Regions from separate parts of the Pan troglodytes genome. Here region 1 is linked to region 2. A link is a contact called in public Hi-C data. All regions are on one chromosome and are shown on one strand. The core of a region is the stretch at or near the end of the contact, and the rest is flanking DNA. Distances in the headings are between cores, read along the strand shown. Region 1 has its middle 180 kb from the start of MIR205. Region 2 has its middle 77 kb from the start of MIR205.

Region 1 (3,368 bases), core at 268-2,767, 100 kb before region 2:
CAAATGTTAATCTCTTTCAGAAACACCTTCACAGACACACTCATAATAATATGTGACCAGGTGTCTAGGCACCCCACAGTCCAGTCAAGTGGACAGATGAAATTAACCATCATATCCATATTGTTCCCTAGAGCTACTTTGATGGATAGGGGCTATGAATTTGTTTGTCCGGATTTTTTTTTTTTTTGGGGGTCTCTTCTCTCTGAATTCCTCTTCTTAGAAAGAAAAGTCACCATGAGCAGACAGAGAAGAAACTCATGCCACCTTCATTTGGCGACCAGTTTCCAGAAGTCGTCTGGCAGAGACCATGTGATCTTCTTTCAGGGCTGTGCCAGGGAGACCCCTCTACTGGATGGGAGCCTAGGCTACAGGGTCAAGAATTGTCCAACTCTGAGAGTCTGTGTACCTTGATAAATTTGCTCTTTCTGGGTCCTTTTCTTCTTATTTTATGTGAAGGAAGCTTCAGAGCTCAGTGATGGTGAGGCATTTGTTTTGGCTATTCAACTTCTTCCCCAAACTGGAAGGGTATTTTTTAAGGGTGTAGTAAAGTGCAGTCTAAGAATACAGCCTTTGTCATTAGTCAGAGCCGAAGCTAAATTTCAGCTCTGCCAACTGCTAGGTATGTGAGTGAGTTCCTTAATCTCTGTAATACTCACAGGATTGTTGCAGATCGAAGTGTTAATGTATAAGAAGCAAGCACTTATGATGGTGCCTGCCAGGTGGTTAGCATCAAATAAGTCTTCACTGGTACTGTTATAACAGAAGGCAGGCCCATTTCACCTGTATCAGTCACTGCCTACAGCCAATAATCAGGCCAAGAGGTCCTTTGTTGCCACCTAGTGGCCATTAATTGCACTACACCACATAGCTAAACCTAACTAAATGCAAATACAAACGCAACTTAGGTGTCTAAATGAAAGAAAAGGCAGGGTAAGATTACGTACCAGTGAAACTACCACCTTCACCCTAGGAAGCTTGATTTTTAGCCTTCTGCTGCTTGGTGACAGGAGCTGCCTCCTCAAGAAAGCACTGATGCATGCACAACGAGATGAAGAACATTTTTTGTTATAAATTGGAAAGTTTATTTTATTATTTTTTTAGAATCTATTTACAAGATTAGGAAAATGTATGGAAAGGTGGGTAGAGAGATAAGCATGTGTTCGGATTAAATAGACCACAGGCCAATGCAGCATGGAAGAAAAGACTTCAGTGACGGATTGTCTGGAGCCCACACAGGGGTTTTCAATAAAATCCAGGCCAAAGTGCCTTAGGCACACTGTGTTGAAGGTTTTAGCAAACCCGAGCAGAGAGCAAGCTTCCAACTCACCTCACTTCCTTCCTCCCTTGCTCCCAAGCTCCACAGAGACATCGTTTAGGGAAAAAATAGTTAGGTAGTCTCCTTCCATTTCTCCAAATGTCAAAGTGAAGTCCAACAGAAAGCAATTAACAGATGTCTGCCCAGCAGAGAGTGTGGGAGTACCAGTCAGCAATGAGCACAAGGCATATCTTAGCATATCACAGGGTGGCCCCATTTACTCCCCATTAACCAGCTAAAAATAGCCTCTCTACTTCCTCAGCTTTCTGTCTTTATTAGAATCAGTCCCAACAGTTTAGCTCTTTCCCCTTGAAAGCTTCCTTAAACAAGTGGCAAGTGAGAGAACTAAATGTGGACTCCGCTCAGGTGCAAATTTCCCCAGGGAATTTCTAGCCCCTCCCTGCAGGTAACCCACCACCAACTATTCCTAAAATCTTACCCCAGGCCCCACTCAGCCAGCCCCCATACCAGAGGCAGGATAATAACCAAACTGTCCCTGGAGAGGGACCAGAGTTGGTTGTTGGGGAGAGATTATATGTGGTTAGATAGCAAGATCTTATTTGTGACATTAAATGAGCAAACCATAAAGCATCTAAAATGATTAATTTCTCACTGGCGCTGTCAGTGAGCTGTCATCAACTGACAGTTCTGTCATAAGTGTCATTTTTAATGTCACAAGTCTATTCCCCATCAATGTCATTAAACAATTATGTTTGGTTTATAAAAAGAAAGGGGGAGGGAGGGGGGATGCGTGGAAAGCCATATGTAATGCTTAAGCGATTATATACTTTGCTGTTCCTGGATGGCAGTCCCCGCCAACAATTAAATCTTACTTGATTTGTTCATTTAGGCAAATTATCAATTATTTGGAGGCGTCAGCCTGGGTAATTTTTTCCTCTCCACTGGCAGCAGCCACGGTGCCCTGCCAGGATTGATATCAACAGGATGGAGACAGAGCTTTGATAATGAGCCCTCTCAGAGCCTGAGACTGCAGCTCTGCTCTCTCTTTTTTTTGTGTTGGACTGTTGTGTTTTCTTTGTCAGTGTTTGGCATATGGGTGAGACGGCTAATTTTGTGAGCTGTTTAAATGGAGATAGCTCTTCTAATAAGTATGCTTCCTCCTCCTTCCTTTTAAACATTTTGGTAAATATAACCTGTTAGGCAGCTACCCCCTCACTTCTTCTCTTCTACCTTGGTTTTTCTTCATGCTAGTTATGCCGGGGCCACATTGCTCAACTCCCACTCCTGCCCCAGGTATCTGCTACGCATCTGTTTCAATGGATATGTTCACCAGAACAGCAATACCAATGACCCTTTCTGATTACTCTGTAGCATCAATAGAGAAACAGATGTATGTGGTGGGGAGGAGTCTAGCCTGGGTGAAGATTTAAGACCAGACTTTGTGAGAATGAAAAAGTGAAAGGCAGGAGGACACTCTTGCATTCTACAAAGGGATCCCTTTCTGCACTAGGGTTTCTGGGGTCAGGCCTAGAAAGAGTAGGTTTCTTTCTAAAGCGTTAAGGAGCAGGCCAGGGAGGGCCTGAAACATTTATTAAAAAAGAGACCCTTATATAGAATGCCGTCTGGGCAATTGTCATTTACACCTTGAGTCCTCATATAGATCTGACTCTTTCCTGGTGGATTCCAGAAACTGGTACATAACTGTACTTGGTTCAGTTTTGTGACTTTGGCTTCTTGTTGGCATCTGGGGTGGACATCTGTTGTTTTTGCCTGCCAGCATCTTTGCTCTTCTGTAAAGAAGACTCCTGATTTTCCTGGCGGAATCATTTCTTGCTCACTCTCAGACCATGTACTTTGGGTGTGGTTGGCCCCACTCCAGGCTCCAGGGGTGAACAACTGGCTAAGGCATGATCCATAAAGACATCCTATTCCCCTGGCCACAGTAATTAGTTCAGAGAAGGAACATGGCTCAAATTGATCCAATGGGAGCCCACCTGGAACTTTTCCTGGTACTAGTGAGATGGAGTTTGAGTCTGGAAATGCTGGGGGCTCTCTTGCCACCACAAGCAAAAGTGTGTCTGAAACTGAAGCT
Region 2 (3,650 bases), core at 121-2,620:
ACAGATCCTAGGAGAAAAACACATTATACAAGTGCAACATATTAAGCTAATTAGTACAAGGGAAATTCCTTGAAGATGGCATTTCAAACAGAAGCTCTCTTTAGAGGTTCCCCAAACAGTAGGTAGCTCTGTAAAGCCAGTTTTTCCCGTGGTGCAGAAATCATAACCACAGTTTGGTCATGCATCTCGCTCAACACAGAGACCTGAATAGAATAAGAAACTGCTTTCAACTCACAGCGAGATGGGTTAGAGACTGAACATTTGCCCTAAACCTGCTTCACTGTAAATAAAACCAAGCTTTAACTCCAACTAAGGCTGGGTACTCTGGACAGGGGAGATAATGTAGAAATAATTGACGCTGATTTCCAGGAGAGATGGGGGCAAATAAAGGAATGTTTGTTGAATACCTACTGTGTGCTAGGCATTTTGCATGGATCCTAGCACTTTGTACTCACCACATCTTATGAGGAAAGGACGATTGTATTCTTCTAAAGGATGAGGTGGTCTTGCAGAGGTTAACAAATGTGCTCTAGGTCACATAGGCAGTAAGTAGCAGGCTCCCAACCTGCATCCAAGTACATCTGACCAAAAGCCCACGTTTTTCCCATTCTCAAGTCTAAGACAAGCCAGTCATTGAGATGATGCTGAGAAAGAAGAGAGTCACATCTTAGAGAGAAATTTACCTCTGGCCCTAATTTTCCACAGTAGGACCAGCTATATAACATATATGGAGCCCAGTACAAAGTAAATATGAAAGACTCCTTGTTCAAGAAGTATTAAGAATTTCAAGACAGTGACAGCAGAATATGAAATCAAAGATAGGGACCTGCTGAACACCAGGCAACGTACAACTGCACAGATTGTATGGCTATGAAGCTGGCGCTGCACCACTGAATCTGAAGGAATGAACAAGTGAGAAGGCAAGAGTCTTGGAGTTGGGGATGAATCTGGAAATTCATCCTCTGAAACAACTTCTGTGTGCTCCACAAGAGCCTCATATCTCACCAAGGACCTATTCACACACGTGTGAGCACGCGCGCGCGAGCGCACACACACATACAGGCAGGCACACGCGCTGCCTAGGGGAACTCACAGATCAAGACTGATAAAAATTACACGGCAAGGCCCTGGGGGCAATTGTAATCCTTTTTCTAATCTCGGGAAGATTCGAAATAGCATCCCGGTGACACAGCGAATGAGAGAACATCACCCCTATTGCAGCTGTCACTTGTATCTGCAATCGGGTGAATTACAGAGATTAGCCACGTCCAAGAATTACTGCACTTTTTGCATGGTTCTGTGCATGGCCCTTCTTAAGGTGGAATTGCTCAGGTTTGTACTCAGCCTCTGGAGAAGACTTAGGAAGTTCCGTGCTGCCACCTAGTGTTCAGAAGCAGGTGCAGGAGAAACCGCTGAAGGCCTCACTACTTCTGTAGGGGCTGGAGCCTTCCCAGAAGCCACATAGAAGAACGCTGCAAAGCTTTCCTGGGCCTCAGGCAAGCTTATTTTAGAGGTCGCAACCTGCATTACTTCAAAGACACTAAAATGCACCCACATCCCACATTAAATAAATTTACATGTAGCTAAGAGTTGAGTTGCTTTTGAGTTAGTTGGCATGTTTTGTAGACAGTAGTTAAACATTGGTTTTCTTTTTGAATTATGGATCCAATGTGAGGGTTTTTTGTTGTGGTGGGGAGGAGGGCTTTTTCATATTTTCCTAAGAAAAATATTTGAAAAGCTCCTCGGCCCTAAGCTTGGTGCCTTTACTGGCCGCTACAGTAGGTAGACAGGAAAGCAGAGGAAGGCCATAGAAGAGAAAACATTGGAGATATTTGCATCTGGTTGCCTCTGGGGATCAGTCCACTACAAGCACTAGTCTTTAGTTATGTCCATGTAAAGTTGCAGCCTTGGGCTGCTGAATTTATGTAGAAGAGTCACAGGCAAACTGTGGCCAGGATCTATCACAACTTAGTATCAAGATTTTGTTTTTTATTTTATTTTATTTTTATTTTTTTGAGATGGAGTCTCGCTCTGTCACCCAGGCTGGAGTGCACTGGCACAGTCTCGGCTCACTGCAAGCTCCGCCTCCCGGATTCAAGCGATTCTCCTGCCTCAGCTTCCTGAGTAACTGGGATTAAAGGCATGCACCACCAGCACATCCGACTAATTTTTGTATTTTTAGTAAAGATGGGGTTTCGCCATGTTGATCAGGCTGTTCTCCAACTCCTGACCTCAAGTGATCTGCCTGCCTCACCCTCCGAAAGTGCTGGGATTACAGGTGTGAGCCACCGTCCCCGGCCCCAAGATTTTATTTTAAAATAACAAAAACAAGAAACTCCTGGTCAGGTGTGCTGCCTAATGCAATTCCCAGAAAAGGCCCCTGTCCTCCCACAGCTCTGTGAGCTGCTGACAGGCAAGAAGCCAATGACAAGTTTCATGTCCTTCCTTCCCTGAATCCCTCCAGGGAATGAAGAGAAGAGGGTGTGGAGAATGACTTTTAATTACATCAGACCATAAATGCTGAAACCCCTTGCACAGCTCTTGGAACAGAGACACAACATGCAAATGTTAATCCCCTGCTTCTCCCGCCTGGATTGTGCCTCTGCTTAGCAGGGACGGGCAACTCCTTGGTATACGAGCACAGAGGCAAAACCAGGAGGTGCAAACATAACCAGCTTCATTTAAATGAGGACAAACTGGAGCAGGAAAAGAACCGGCAAATTCATGTTGGAAGAAGCTACAGCCGGCATAGCTAGCATCCTGCTGTCTCGCACAGCTGAAGGAAATCTATGTTGATCACCTTGTTACTTATGGATGGGTTTTATAATCCTGCACCTTTGTGGATTTAAGATTTCTGTAGATTTAGGGCCGGGTTTTATTCTACCAATTAGTCTTTCTTTTCCTCCCTCCCATTATGTGTTCTTCAAGCTCTTTAATTTTATCTTCAACTGCACTGGCCGAGACCATTTCCCCCATTAACTATTTGTGATCACAGTTTACTGCAAGCCTGCTTGACCCAGCTTATATCTAAGAATTATGGGGTCATGTGATTCAGAGTTGGGAGAGAATAGAATCCAACTCCCTCCAGAGCCAGAGTCTTCTTCCCAAGGCTCTTTCAGACCCTGCCTCAGTTCTACTTCTTCAACAAGGAGGTTGTCACTTTCTGAGGAAGGCTGCTTCCTTTCAGTGGTAAAGAAGCACATCTGCAAGAAAGTTCTTTCTTCTCCTATCCCTTTAAGATTTAAACCAAGATGAGTGAGTGATGCTGTGTTTGGGAGTAGGCATTTGACTCCTTTCTGACACCACTGGGAGCCCCACACGGCCTTGGGCCTTGGCGGATTCCACAGGGAACTGACAACATTCTTTGGAGAGACACTGAAACAACCAGCCCCACTCTATCCTCTCGAAATGCCTCCAAGGATCCCAGACTTTTGTGAAAGGAGGTAGTCGAAGGACTCTAGGGACGCTTGAGCCTAGAAGACGATGAACAACCTCGTTCTTACACTTGAGTCAGGGCTCAGTTCTGCTCTGAGATCCTGCAACTCTTCTTTGTAGACACCAGCCAATGGCACTCTTGAAATTTTTGAAAACAGGATCCTACAGAGACTTCTGTGTATATCTCCACAGACCAAGTATTAAACTACCACTTC

Evidence for each region. Hi-C and Micro-C count contacts between places; a contact is called where the count stands out from the background.
Region 1: a contact with region 2 is called in a Hi-C map of induced pluripotent stem cells, with 2.2 times the contacts expected there. The contact joins two enhancer-like sites. A contact is called at or near these places in 2 of 7 Hi-C or Micro-C datasets (induced pluripotent stem cells and stem cell-derived neural progenitor cells) and 1 of 1 other capture datasets (stem cell-derived neural stem cells).

The regions. Positions count from the first base shown.
Region 1 is chr1:39,860,555-39,863,922 of NHGRI_mPanTro3-v2.0_pri, reverse strand. No RefSeq gene overlaps it. Among named protein-coding and RNA genes, the nearest start is that of MIR205, 180 kb to the right of the region's middle. Within about 2 kb of position 1,517, at least 6 of the 24 cell types and tissues checked have an H3K27ac peak or open chromatin away from gene starts, as enhancers often do. A contact at or near this core is called in induced pluripotent stem cells, where this site is marked.
Region 2 is chr1:39,757,116-39,760,765 of NHGRI_mPanTro3-v2.0_pri, reverse strand. No RefSeq gene overlaps it. Among named protein-coding and RNA genes, the nearest start is that of MIR205, 77 kb to the right of the region's middle. Within about 2 kb of position 1,370, at least 3 of the 24 cell types and tissues checked have an H3K27ac peak or open chromatin away from gene starts, as enhancers often do. A contact at or near this core is called in induced pluripotent stem cells, where this site is marked.